2 separate regions of the Mus musculus genome follow, and region 1 is linked to region 2. A link is a contact called in public HiChIP or PLAC-seq data. All regions are on one chromosome and are shown on one strand. The core of a region is the stretch at or near the end of the contact, and the rest is flanking DNA. Distances in the headings are between cores, read along the strand shown. Region 1 has its middle 21 kb from the start of Ubtd2. Region 2 overlaps Nprl3 (nitrogen permease regulator-like 3).

Region 1 (6,996 bases), core at 620-3,119, 180 kb before region 2:
AAGCTAAGTCATTTGCAATCTGTCATACAGTAAGGATAGTGGTGGCAGCTGCTGTTAACTGTATCCCAGAGCTGTGTGAATCATCCCAAGTGTAATCTTGACACTAACTCTATGCCACAGGTATTGTCACTGCCGCCTGTGTTCTGCTGGCAAAAATCTCAGATCACTAAACCTGTTTAGCTTCTGTGTCACACCAAGAAAACAAATCAGAAGCAGTCTAGGGTTTTTCTTGACTCTTTTTTCACCTTCTTCCACTCTGTCCCATCTGGGCCTGTTCACGCAGCAAACGGCAGGGGTGGGGGAGTGGGGGAGTTGAGAAGCCAGCTCTCTCCCAGAGACTCTGGAAGTGGAGAGGAGGAGTGACAGAAGATGTTTGCCTAGAGGGTCCCGCTCAGTTTAGTGGAGGTGACAGTCACATAAACAACAGATTACAATGCAGTGTGACACATGCTAAAGCTACAGTCTCTATAGAGAATTCTTGTTTTGTTTCCTTTGACACAATGAGTTGAAAAAAAAACTTATTTTAATTTTAGGTGGGACTTTTGAAAAGGTAATCAGATAATTTTAATTACAATCAAAATCATTTTAACCATAAACTTCATTGAATACTTATCTCTCAACCCAGAAAAGGTGAGTTAGGTGTGCCTGTCCTGTTTGCCTGTCACTTGGAGAGTCTGAAATATATGTGTTGTCCCCTGCTACACGGCTGACTTCCAGAGAGCCGCTTCCCTCGGCCTGATTCCTTACCACATCTGTCTTCTGGTTGCATTGCTGTTGCTCTTGAGACCTGACCAAGGCATGGAAATCCAACATATTTTCAAGTGTGGACAGGTTAATATGGGCAGGTCAGATGCATGGTTGGTGCTGAGTTGTGTGCACTTGGGACTTTCCAGTGATCTTGCCGCTCTTTTGTTCTAAGGACTGTGCAACCTGCATTTGGTGTTGTCTTTAATGCCTCTTAGAGGGTGCTGACTTCCCTGTCTCCTGACAGAGAATGAGCAGGCCTCGGAGTCAGGCTCCTCACCATGAGACTAAGCCTAGCTGGAACATGATGCTAGTTCATTTTTTCTGAACTTACTTTTTTTTTTCTTCAAACTATACAAAGCTTTCTGATTATTGTCGCAGAGATAAAGCTTCCTGTTAAGGTGACACATGTCATGCCTTAGTTAATCTATTTATAATATAATATTGAAAAATGGCTGGTACAGGCGGGGCAAGGTGACAGCAGTGATGGGTACAGGGCCACTCAGGTCAAGTTTTGTTTTGTTTTAGTTTTGTTTTGTTTTGTTTTGTTTTTGAGACAGGGTTTCTCTGTATAGCCCTGGCAGTCCTGGAACTCACTCTGTAGACCAGGCTGGCCTTGAACTCAGAAATCCTCTTGCCTCTGCCTCCTACTGCCCGGCCAGGTCAAGTTTTAATAACGATGCTGCCATGCACAGGGCTTTGGCCTTTCCAGTATTGTACAAACAGATTGCTTTTTCCTGCTTTGTGCCCCTCCATCATTGAATTTTAGGGTTTTTTTGCAGCTGTCCTATAACCTTCTACATAGTTGCCTGCCCTTCATAAGGGGTCTTCCTAGTCACACTATAAATACATCCTTCTTTTCCAGTTTCCCAGCAACACACATGATTTAGAGTAGATTCCAGAAAGAAGTAGATTCCAGAAAGAAGATGGGTGTTCTGCACTCTCAGGCACAAATAGAACTTTCAGGGTTGTCCACACAGGCTCCAAGCCCAGGCCCTTCTTTTCGAGGCAGCCCTGCTCCAGGAAATCTGTTTGCCTTGAGTCTGGGCCATAAAGGAGGGGCCTGCTCAAGGGGCCCCGCATTCCTAGATGATGTGTGTACAAGGGAAATGCCCAGCCAAGAGCATGTTCTCCGCAGATGTTACTGACTCCCTTATTGGAGGGGAGGGGTAAGCTCTGCCTCTCATGAACACAGTACCAGGCCTCCCCCATGGGCAGACAGAGACTGTTCTTAGAAGAAGGCTTCTATACTGGTCTCCCTGTCAGCAAAGCACTTTGCTGTCTCCACAGTGTTTTGCTGTCCTCAGCCTCATAGGATGATGTAGCTGATGACGGAACTGATGAGTAAGGCACACAGCAGCCATGTGAGCCTGTGGTCTGGTACCCACACCTTCCGTGTGTTCAGGTGTGAGAAGGAGAGCTCTAGATGGGGGATGGGGTGGGGGAGGTGGTAACACCAATACAGTGCCTGACACACAAATGCAAGGACCGGAGGTCAGATCTCCAGACCCAAGTCAAAAGTCTTGAAACCCAGGAGGTTGGAGATAGGTAGGTCCCTGAAGCTCACTGTCCAGCTGGCCTTGCTCACTGAGTTTGTTTTCAAATTTGTTTTTTCAGGTTAGCTGAGAAACTTTGTCTCAAAAAATAAAAAGTGATCAAGAAGACTTGAGTGGGTATCAAGCCTTTAATCCCAGAACTGAGGAGGCAGAGGCAGGCAGGTCTCTCAAACTCAAGGCTAGCCTTGTCTACACAGAAGTTCCAGACCAGCCAGAGCTACCCAGTGAGACCCTGTCTCAGAAAGAGAAAGAGAACTAGAGGAAGAGAGAGGGGAGGAAAGGGGGAGAGGAGGAGAAGGGGATGGGGGAGAGGGGGAGGGAGAGGAAGACAGAAGGGAGGGAAGGAGGGAGGGAGGGAAGGGATGGAGGGAGGGAGGGAGGAAGGAAGGAAGGGAGGGAGGGAGGGAGGAAGGGAGGGAGGGAGGAAGGAAAGAAAGAGGAAATAGGTACTAGTCTCTGATTGTCTTTTCTATTCCTGTCCTGCTTTTGAATAGTTGAAATATGTCCTGGGAGTGGAGAATTTCTCAGTGACTCTTTCTCCTAAAACATGCATTTCTTAACTAAAACCCTGCCAAGGGTTAAAATAAAGGCAGTTAAATACAGACAACACTTAATAAGGTGCAGGCCTCACTCTCCTGCTCTGGGGAAGAGCTGAAGTGTCTCTGTTTTGAGGTAGTATCGCCTGCTGTAGCCCTGCCTAGCCTGGAACTCAGTATGTACATAAGGCTAACTTCAAACTTGCAGCAACTCTGCCTCTGCCTCCTGGGTGCTGGGATTACAGGCACACGCCAACATGTCCATCTGAAGAAGGTATGTGCTGGAGCTCTGAGCTTAACTCCTCATGCTGGTATAGCAGGCATTTAAATGACTACATCATCTCCTCAGTCCTTGGTTGAAAAAGTTTTGAAAAGCTCCAATTTTGGGGGAAGAATTTGCTTTTATAAACAAACCCTTTTTGGTGGTTTGAATATGCTTGACCCAGGATGTTGCATTATTTGGAGGTGTGGCCTTGTTGGAGTAGGTGTGGCCTTGTTGGAGTAGGTGTGGCCTTGTTGGAGTAGGTGTGGCCTTGTTGGAGTAGGTGTGGCTTTGTTGGAGTAGGTGTGGCCTTGGAGGAAGTGTGTCACTGTTGGGGTGGGCTTTAAAGTTCTACCTAGTGTGGAAGCATCAGTCTTCTTCTAGTGGCCTTCAGATGAAGATGTAGAACTCTCAGCTCCTCCTGTATCATGCCTGCCTGGATGCTGCCATGGTCCTTCCTTGATAATAATGGATTGAACCTCTGAACCTGTAAGCCAGCCCCAATTAAATGTTGTCCCTATAAGAGTTGCCTTCGTCATGGTATCTGTTCAGAGCAGTAAAACCCTAACTAAGACACTCTTCCTTTGTCAGCCAGGAAGGCCAGGGCCCTTGTGAGGGCCACTTTTTTCCTGAGCATGCTAGGTAGAATTTAGTGTGAACTGACAATGCACCCAGCCAGTGGCACACAACTGGAAAGCACGTCTGCCCATAGTTGTGGTCTAGTGACAGAACACTTGGTCCTCTTTCCTGTCTCACTTTCTCTTCTGAGCCTAGTTCTGGGGCTTGGCCCCAAGCAGCCCACCAAAGTCAATATTTCTATGAAGTCTTTATCTCTGAAGTTTTATCTTAAGATATAGGTCACCTTTTATTCTGTTGCACGACACACTCTTTTTTGTTTTCATATGGAAATATATGAAATAACTTATTGATTAAATTGACCAGCTTCCTACTGCCCATTCTATTTCCGACAGTCTATTTAGGGGCAAGAAGGAAACTACAGGAGCCTTGTGTCTGTCTGTCCTGCCCCCCTATTGCCATGTGTCACTGGGGTGCCAGTTCTAGTCCAAAGTGAATCTTGTGTGGCACTTCTGCATCACCCAGAGCTTGCACAAGCTTTTGTGCTTTCCTCTGCCCTGTAGAGAGGGCACCCCAAAAAGGAGGGAAGTTCCTCAGAAAGTCTCCAGCTGGGAAGTCTGTTCATTCCAGGCTTGGATGGTAAAGCAGAGTCAGAAAAAAACAAAACAAAACAAAAAAACATAAACAAAAAAACCCCACAAAACTTCCCAGGGGCTGGAGAGATGCTCAGAGGTTAAGAGCACTGGCTATTCTTCCAGAGGACCTGAGTTCAATTCCCAGCACCACATGGCAGCTCAAAAGCTGTCTGTGACTCCATTTTCAGGGTATCTGACACCCTCACACAGACACACACGCAGGCAAAACACCAATGCACATGAAATAAAAATAAATAAATTTTAAAAAGCTAATGTGGAGCCCAGAGTAGTAGTAATACATGCCTATAAAAAACAAAACAAAAACAAAAGCAAAACTTCCCAATGAGAATGTTGGCATCCTTTCCTTTCTCATTTTACAGCATCAGGGATGGTACTCAGGCCCACGCTTGTGCCAGGCAAGCAACTTAGCAGTGAGCTATACATCGAAGTATTGACTTTCTGGTTTTCATTTTGATTCCATTAAGATAAAAATGGACGTGGAAATGCTAAAGGACACGCATGTTGGCTCCAGTAACCAAGTGCTCTGAACAAGGGAATGGGGGCCTCAGACTGGTACTTCTAATTTCCCAGGCTGAGGAGAAAAGATGCAAGTGTGACTTCATACCAATGTGATATATTTGTGCCCAATGAGGGTAAAATGGATTCTGCCTGGCCAAAGCTTCTCCAGTATTGCCATTAGAGTAAGGTGAGCCTCACAGTACAGCATATCTAGAAAGACTCCAAGCACCTGCCCCCACTAAGACTCCATATGTCCGTGTGCAGAGAGACAACTGCAGCAAAGCTGGGGGGCATAATGTATGCACACTTATATGTGTAAATATATGAACATGTTTATAATACACAAATGTTGGAGATGAGTAGCAACATTGAGGCTGTTAGTGTTGCTTAGGTACAATCTTGGTAGCTGTGAGTGGTTTCTAAAGGTGGTCATAGTTTAAAAAATATGTATTCATGTGTGTATATGGGTATTTTGTCTACATATATGTCTGTGCACCATATGTGTGTCTAGTGCCCTGAGAGGTCAGAAGATGGCATTGGAGCCCCTTGAACTGGACTTACAGAGATTCTTAGTGGCCATCTGGATGCTGGGAATCAAATTCAAATCCTCTGGAGGAGCAGCCAGTGCTCTTAACTGCTGGGTCATCGCTCCAGCTCCAAGGCGCTTGTCTTTGATTTCTATTATAGCAGCAAGGAGGACGCTTGCACCTGTTTTCCTTATATACATATTATATATTGGTACCATAATTAAAATAGTGTAAGTGTAAATACTAGGGGTGTATAAGAAGTTTGCTATCTCTAGGTGGGTACAAACTCACCTAAATTTGAACAACCATTTTTATTCAAGAATGTGACCAGAAACTAATAACGGGGAGCTATAGAAACATTATGGTGGTCCCTCAAATGCTTCAACATAGGGGTTGGGGTTATAGCTGTGTGTGAAGAAATGCCCTCTGTGAAAGTGAGAAGATCTGAGTTCAAACCTCCAGGCTCTGAACAGAAATCATGCATGGCCTTTAGTGCCAGTAATCCTGGCACCATGGGATGGGAAGAGACAGATCCCAGAGGCTCACTGACTCCGACTTAGCCAAAATGGGTGAGTTCCAGCATCAACAAGAGGCACTGTCTGATCACAGACGATGAAGAGGGTAGAGGAAGACACCTGATGTCGTCTTCCGGCCTGTGAACAACTGTACCCAGAAGTATAAATCACATACACACATGCAAGCACCATGTGACCCAATGGTTTTAAATCAAATCGAAGACTTCTACAGGTGTTTATATACTTTTTTTTTACCCTCAGAATTACTTATTTATTTCTGTAAATTTCTATGTAATCTCTTTTCATAAGAAATATATAACAATATACTTAAATTTTTGTAAACAGGCATCTTTTTTTCCTCCAATTTTTATTAGGTATTTACTTCATTTACATTTCAAATGCTATCCCCAAAAGTCTTGTATCCCCTCCCCCCCCACACCCCCCGCTCCCCTACCCACCCACTCCCACTTCTTGGCCCTGGTGTTTCCCCTGTACTGGGGCATATAAAGTTTGCAATACCAAGGGGCTTCTCTTCCCAATGATGGCCGATTAGGCCATCTTCTGCTAAAAATGCAGTTAGAGACACGAGCTCTGGGGGTACTGGTTAGTTCATATTGTGGTTCCACCTATAGGGTTGCAGACCCCTTCAGCTCCTTGGGTACTTTTTCTAGCTCCTTCATTGGGGGCCCTGTGTTCCATCCAATAGCTGACTGTGAGCATTCACTTCTGTGTTTGCCAGGCACTGGTTTAGCCTCACAAGAGACAGCTATATCAGGGTCCCTTCAGCAAAATCTTGCTGGTATATGCAATAGTGTCTGGGTTTGGTGGCTGATTATGGGATGAACCCCTGGGTGGGGCAGTGTCTGGATGGTCCACCCTTTCGTCTCAGCTCCAAACTTTGTCTCTGTAACTCCTTCCATGGGTGTTTTGTTCCCAATTCTAAGAAGGGGCAAATTGTCCACACTTTGCTCTTCCTTCTTCTTGAGTTTCATGTGTTTTGCAAGTAGAATCTTGGGTATTTTAAGTTTCTGGGCTAAAAGCCACTTAAACACTATTGTTATCATTGTGTGTGCCTTCAGGCATGTGTGCCACGGTGCCCATTTGAATGCCAGAATACAACTTCGTG
Region 2 (6,675 bases), core at 3,930-6,429:
CCCTGCTTTGTGTAGGGTGGCCTGGAATGAGTACCCACATAGACGACACTTTCTGTCTCAGTGTCATTTGCTGCTGTGGGGTAGAGCCACAGCAGCTGGTTGAAGCTGACCTGCCTCTTTCATCGTACAATGGAGGAGCTTTCATGTTAGCCTGTCTCCCTTCCCTCACTGAGAATGTCTCCAGAAGAAACAAGACTAAAATCCCACATAGTCTCTTTCAGGACTGTAAGGGTCTTCCTGCCCAGGACAGACTATGATCCCGATAGTGCTGGAGCTGTCTTCCCCAAACCACCCTATCTAGATATTAGAAAGCTTTCTGTAGTAGATAGGTGAGCATAGGTGCTCTCTCCCATTAGGGCCAGATCAGAAACAGTGCCTGTATGTCTACAGTGGAGGCCCTCAGTCCCTGGTCTCTTAGATAAGAGGCAACACCAGGCCCAGGGCTCTCCTCCCTGCAGACAACTCACTTATCCAGGTTCCCAGACAGGGAGGACTAGGTTTGCCAATAGGGAGACAGATGTACCAATGGCTCTTGGAAAGGGTGAGCTCCCACACCCCAGCCATTCCCACTTGTTTCTGTGCATCCCATGTTCCTGTAATACAGTGCATCTGCATGCCGTGTACAAAATTCCCTCAGTAAGAACAGGGAAGTGTAAGTGTTCAGGGGAAGGGAAGGGCTGTGCAGCTCTGCTGAAAAGAATGTAGTTAGCATACTGCATGCATCCTGGACCTCTGTCCCCTGGTCCTTTTTGTGGCCCTGTTGTGGAGGGACTGGGGTCAAAGATGTTGAGAGGTACAGTTCCCAAACTGCAGTGCAGTAAGGAGAGGCCTGTGAGCCTCAGTGAATGGCTCCTGAGGGCAATGCCAACCCCAGCTGATCTTCCTTTTAAATGCAAACCGCAGCTGTTTCTCTTCTAATTTCATACAGCATGCCAGAAATGACAGCATGTGCCTTCAGCCTGTGCTTTTCCTGCCTTCTACCTGTAATTCTGGTGATTTCACATCCCTAACCTTGGGATTGCTGCAAGAGAGTCACTGATAGGAATGCCACCCTCTGGGGACAAAGTAGCTTCACAGAACTGTCATTTCCTGAGCCACTCCCCACTTGTGGGTACCTGGGCATGGTGCTGTGATTTCCATTAATGCATTTCCATCCTACATTTTTACAATTTTAAGGTTCTCGGATGTTATTCTGGCAACAATTTTGGCAACCAAATCTGAAATGTGCGGCCAAAAATTTGAACTGAAGATTGATAATGTACGGTTTGTTGGGCACCCAACACTGCTGCAGCATGCTCTGGGGCAGGTATGGCTCTCCTCAGCAGGTAGGATTTTTCTAGGGTGGGTGAGCCTTGCCTTTACTGGCTCTGAGCGTCAGATGTGCTTATGTTGATGCTGGTGAATGTGTGATCAGGGCAGCAGATCTGATCAACCACTTGCTGTGAGCTGTACGCCTTCCTAGGACCAGGGCATTAAGCAGAAAATGACAGGGTACTTGCCCCCAGGTGCTATCGTTCCTGCCAGTAGCTTGTCTTTTCATTCAGTGGTGGATGGAACCCATGTCTTCCACATGCTGTGCAATTATTGGTCCACTGAGCTACATCCCCAGCTCTGTTACTAGCCTTAGCTGACCATAGTCTGGATCTCTGCTAACTGGCCTTTCCTCTTACATATAGGGGAAGGCAACAATGAGTTAACTGATAATTGTTCTAACTTTTAAAAAATGATGTGTGCTTCCTGTTAAATGCTATTTTGATAACGAATATATTTTAACACATATTGTTGTGCTAACCTTTCTATATATGTTCTCTGATGGATGAGTATTTGGGTCCTGAGGAATGTTAAAAAGGTACGATGTGTTGATACCCAAAGGAACTTGTACTCTAGAGCCAGCCAGCCCTTTGCATACAGGCCAGCTCCATGATGACAGCATCCCTTAGATGCAGAAATGTTTCAGTATGCCATACCATTTAGAGATTGTATAAAGAGCTGTGTGACTTGCAAGCTTTATCCATATGAGGAACTTTGGAGGCCATTGGAGTATCTTACCTGATAGTCCCCTCCCTCCCTACAGTGGTCTTTAATGACAAGGCTCTGTTCTGTCTATGGGTGAGAGGGAGGGGTTGACAGTCATTTCCTGTAGAATTGCAGTGACAGTCAGGGATGGGTACATTTCCTGGGTGTTGTAGGGAGAGTTGGGACCCACGGTTCTAACTCCATCTCTAGGCAGCCCTTGTACTTAGGTTTGAAGGGTGGTCCCTCTCTGAGTGGTGTGTTTGAATGCTTTGGCATTTGTTACTGAGACTGCATGGAGGCCAGAACTGGAGAGAGGTATGGACTTGGTTCTGTAGCAAGACTGGCTGCCCCTTTGCAACAGGGCTGCTGGACACTCTCTTATCTCTAAATGTCCTGAGTCCTTGCCATGGTGGCAGGGGATGGGCACTCCTTTCTGTCCTGTTACTTTGGGCATCATCAGCTTTATTCTTCAGTCACTGAACTTCAAGCACAAGCCATTCTGCTTGTGGCACACGTGTGATTCAGCTGTTTGTGTGGTGGGTGACTCCTCTCTGAGCAAAAGCACTATAGCTTTCCATAGAAAGTCGTGGCTCTCTGCTGGTCATGGTGTCTTGCCCCTCTGATTCCAGTATTAGGAGCCTGAGGTAGGATCACTGAGTTCAAGACCAGCTTGGACTCATACTAAGTTCTAGGTCCCAGCAGTTCACAGTGATACCTGTCACAAAGAGACACATAAGATGCTGTGTGTTTTGATTTATTAGAATTATGCTCTTTTACAGGTCTCCAAAACAGATCCATCTCCAAAGCGGGAAGCTCCGACCATGATTCTTTTTAACGTGGTATTTGCACTGAGGGTGAGTGTTGTACAAGTGGTTAGGTCCGAAAGGAGGGTCTAAGGAAGAAGAGCCAGTGTCCAGGGAGCTCAGGCTGTGGGCATGGCACTTGCCCTTTTAGTAACGTGCCTGTGGGGACGTAGCTCACTGCTTTTCTCTCCTCCCCTTCCTCCTCCAACTTTTTTGTAAAATACATACACATAACAATATTTACTTTATTAACAGTAGTAGATAGGCTGGAGAGATGGCTCAGCAGTTGAGAGCACTGACTGCTCTTCCAAAGGTCTTGACTTCAGTTCCCAGCAACCGCATGGTGGCTCACAACCATCTGTAATGGGATCTAATGCCCCTTTCTGGTGTGTCTGAAAACAGCTAAAGTGTACTCATATACATAAATTAAATAAAATCTTAAAAGGAGGGGAGAGGAAAAACAAAACAGTGGTAGTCATAGAGCTCAGGGCCTCTATTACTAAGCTACATCCTTAGCCCTGAATGCTTCCCATTTTAAAGTGGATGGTGGCGCACACCTGTTATCCCAGCATTTGGGAGGCAGGAGCTGGAGAATTGCCACAAATTTGAGGCCAGGCTGTGCCACAGAATGAGATCCTATCTCACAAACAAACACAGATGAACCCTACACTCAGCTAGAACAGGTGGCACATTCCTATAATCCCAGTTCTTGGGGAACTGAGTTAGGACAGTTAGGAGCTCAAAGTCAATTTCTGCTACATAGTGAATTTGAGGCCAGTTTGGGCTACATGAGACCCTGTCTTTGTACCCCATTACTTAGTATACAATTTAAGTCAGCATGACTTGAATTGTCATTGGCTATAGAGTAACACCTTACTATATCATATAAATATCACATTACCAAATAATAAACAAAATGCACAATTTAGTTACACCTAGTACACGTGTGATGTCGCCATGTATCATTTACCTTGTTGATCACTGCTATCTAGATTCATATTTCATTTCTTAGCAGGAAAGCCATAAGAAGCCCAGTAGCAGTTTGTGTCTGTATTTCAGAGGGAATCCTAGGCCTCGTGACCGTTCTATTGTTAGATTTATGTTTACTTATGAGCGTGAGACAATGTGTGTGTCCAAGGACAGAAGAGGACTCAGACCCCTTGGAGCTGGACTTGCAAGCAGTTGTGAACCACCACATGTGTGTAGAGACAGAACTCAGGACCTCCTGAAGGACAGCAAATGGTCTTAGCCCCTGAGCCACCTTTCTGGCACTGTCTCTCTTTTTGTTTTGTTTCTGTTGAGACTGGGTCTCAGAATGTAACTTTGTCTGGCCTGGAACTTGCTGTATAGATCAGACTAGCCTGAAACTCACTGAAATCTACCTGCCTCTGCCTCCTGAGCATTGGGATTAAAGGCGTGGGCCACCGTGCCTGGCTTTTATTACTTTTTAAAGAAATGGTCTTGTATATCCCAGGCTGGCCATGAACACTTATGTATCTGAGGATGACCTAGAATTCCTGATCCTCCTGCTTCCACCTCACAAGTGCTAAGATTATAGCCATGTGCCTCATACCTGTCATATACCCATTCAGTATTCTGTTACAAGACATATCTGTAAAACAATAGTTTTATTTTATGCCATAATGCCCTTTTGAATCTGACAAGAATTAACCATGACAAGTTAGTATTAACTAGTACTTGGTCTGTTAAAGCATCTTGATTGAGAATGGTTTTCAGTTGGCCTGTATGAGCCAAGATGCAAACCCTGCTCTCTGTGGTGTTCTCTGTTTCCACTAGTCCTGCCACATTTCCCATGTTCAGATTTGTCTCATTGGGCAGACTTTCTGTGTCCTGCAGACTGGAAGTTATTATGAAGGTGTAGTTATATCTGGATACATGCTTTTGGGAGGCAGAAAGTCCCATGGATGACGATATATTAACTTTGGTGTTATTTCTTACCCTGTACTGTGAATGTTCACTTTGTTTGAGATGGTGTCACATAGGCCAGGCTGTCCTTAACCTTCCTATGTAGGCTTGAGCTTGATCCTTCTACCTCCCAAGTGATGGCATTATAGGGGTAAGCTACCATACCTAGCTGTAAATACACTTTTTGTTAGCATTCCCATTAAACTCTGCCTCATTCTAGGTGGCAGCTTTCTCAGCGTGTCCCTGCATAGCCTTGGGTGCTGAAGGCAGCAAACAAGACATACCAGATATCCCTTTAGTGTATGTCATTGAGCCTTATGGTGTGGGGGTGAGAACTACCTCGCACAAAGGGGACACTCAAACAGTTGGTCCCCCCCAGCTGCTATAGGGATGCTTTTGTACCTCAGCTAGTGGCACCTCCAGCAGAGAGAATGACTCACTGTGACTTCAGTCATTAGTCAGAGGAAAAGTTTGTGTCTAAGAGTATTCTCTCCCCGCTTTCTAGTGGAGTATTTTTATACGGACTCTTGTGAATGTGTACTTTGTATTGAGGCTATTGTAAATCAGCCCTTTTAGGACATGGTCAAGGAGATGCCCTGAGCATGAAGTGTCACGGCAGACGGCCTGGTGGCTGCAAGTCTGCCCAGGTTTTGCTTCTCTTTGTAAGTGTGTGGCTTATTGAGAATGTAGAAAGTCTTCCCAACTGCAGGTGTACAAGGTGTTGTCAGGGTAAGATTTTGACTTAAGGTAACAGGCACAGGGTCACTTGGCAAATAAACAGGATGGGAAAACAGCGTCAGAGGTCCTAATCAGTGGTACCATTTGTCCTTTCCTTTCTGACTCTGTACCCCCAAGTATTACTCAGCAGTCCTAGTGGCCTCTAGAAACTCTGAGTCATGCTTGGCTTAGTTATCTGCTCGTTCAAGCATCTCCATAGATCCCACAGTGGTCTGCTCCACCCTTGGCCTGGGTGTGTACACCTGCTGTTGACTATGGTCACTGATAGGTTCCAGATGGGTGTATGCTACTTTGACCTAGTTAGTGTAGGTATGCAGTAGATGCTTGTGAGAGACATGGGCCAGGAGCCTAGTGGTAATCTGATTAACAGATTAGCTAGGAATAATTCATCCCTGACAGATGTTTAGCAAATAGCATAACACTTTTATGTTGTTTGTTCTGGAACCGTGTGGCCTGTTGTGAATGAATTCCTATATACTATAGGCCAGACATGTTCATGAGTGGTCAGTGCACAACAGTGATTACAGATACCTCCAAGGTTTTGCTCAGGTCAACCTCTGTTCTGAGTGCTGTATGTGTTTGACTAGTTTCCTCTGCTTGCTAGTTTTCCTTCTTCAGATGATGACCAGTGACCCAAGATCATATCATAATAGGTGGGTGGAATCAGTGCCCTTAGCTGTCCCTTGATTTTCTCTACAGTCATAGCACAGTGGGAATGTGTGTTCCCCATAGAGGACTCCCATGGAGTCATCTCTGCAACCTTCTAGACAGTTGTTCCCAAGACTAGAAGATGAGGAAGTCAGCCAGCATGTATATAGGTAGGCTAGGAGCATGCACAGGGAACTCTGGGTGGCAGTTACTATGTAGAGAAACCTAGTGGCAAGGAATGGAGAGGGCATCTGTCATGGTCTATGCTTTTGTATTAGAGACGTATAAGTGTGTCTCTGCATACATATTCTGAGTGTTTGACCTCTGGTGTGCAGGCCAATGCTGATCCATCAGTGATAAACTGTCTACACAACTTGTCCCGCCGAATTGCTACTGTCCTGCAGCATGAGGAGCGCCGCTGCCAGTACCTCACTCGAGAGGCCAAGCTGATCCTAGCACTTCAGGATGAGGTGTCTGCTATGGCTGATGGTAAGTGCAGCAGCCTGCTGAGCTCGAGTCTGATGGCTTCTCTTTGTGTAGTATC

What was found. HiChIP or PLAC-seq counts read pairs in DNA pulled down with a chosen protein or histone mark.
Region 1: a FOXA1 HiChIP or PLAC-seq map of pancreatic cancer cells shows a contact between it and region 2. The contact joins two enhancer-like sites. A contact is called at or near these places in 1 of 484 Hi-C or Micro-C datasets (cortical neurons), 1 of 115 datasets of contacts at active chromatin or transcription factors (pancreatic cancer cells) and 2 of 9 other capture datasets (adipose tissue and liver).

The regions. Positions count from the first base shown.
Region 1 is chr11:32,430,739-32,437,734 of GRCm38.p6, reverse strand. No RefSeq gene overlaps it. Among named protein-coding and RNA genes, the nearest start is that of Ubtd2, 21 kb to the left of the region's middle. Within about 2 kb of position 1,869, at least 134 of the 459 cell types and tissues checked have an H3K27ac peak or open chromatin away from gene starts, as enhancers often do. A contact at or near this core is called in pancreatic cancer cells, where this site is marked.
Region 2 is chr11:32,250,070-32,256,744 of GRCm38.p6, reverse strand. Nprl3 (nitrogen permease regulator-like 3) reads left to right here. Exons shown (of 13, transcript NM_181569.3): 3 at 1,177-1,306; 4 at 2,796-2,870; 5 at 6,467-6,620. Among named protein-coding and RNA genes, the nearest start is that of Nprl3, 14 kb to the left of the region's middle. RefSeq lists enhancers at 5,494-5,770, 5,381-5,894, 5,376-5,941, 4,336-5,952, 4,887-6,195 and 2 more. Within about 2 kb of position 5,179, at least 56 of the 459 cell types and tissues checked have an H3K27ac peak or open chromatin away from gene starts, as enhancers often do. A contact at or near this core is called in pancreatic cancer cells, where this site is marked.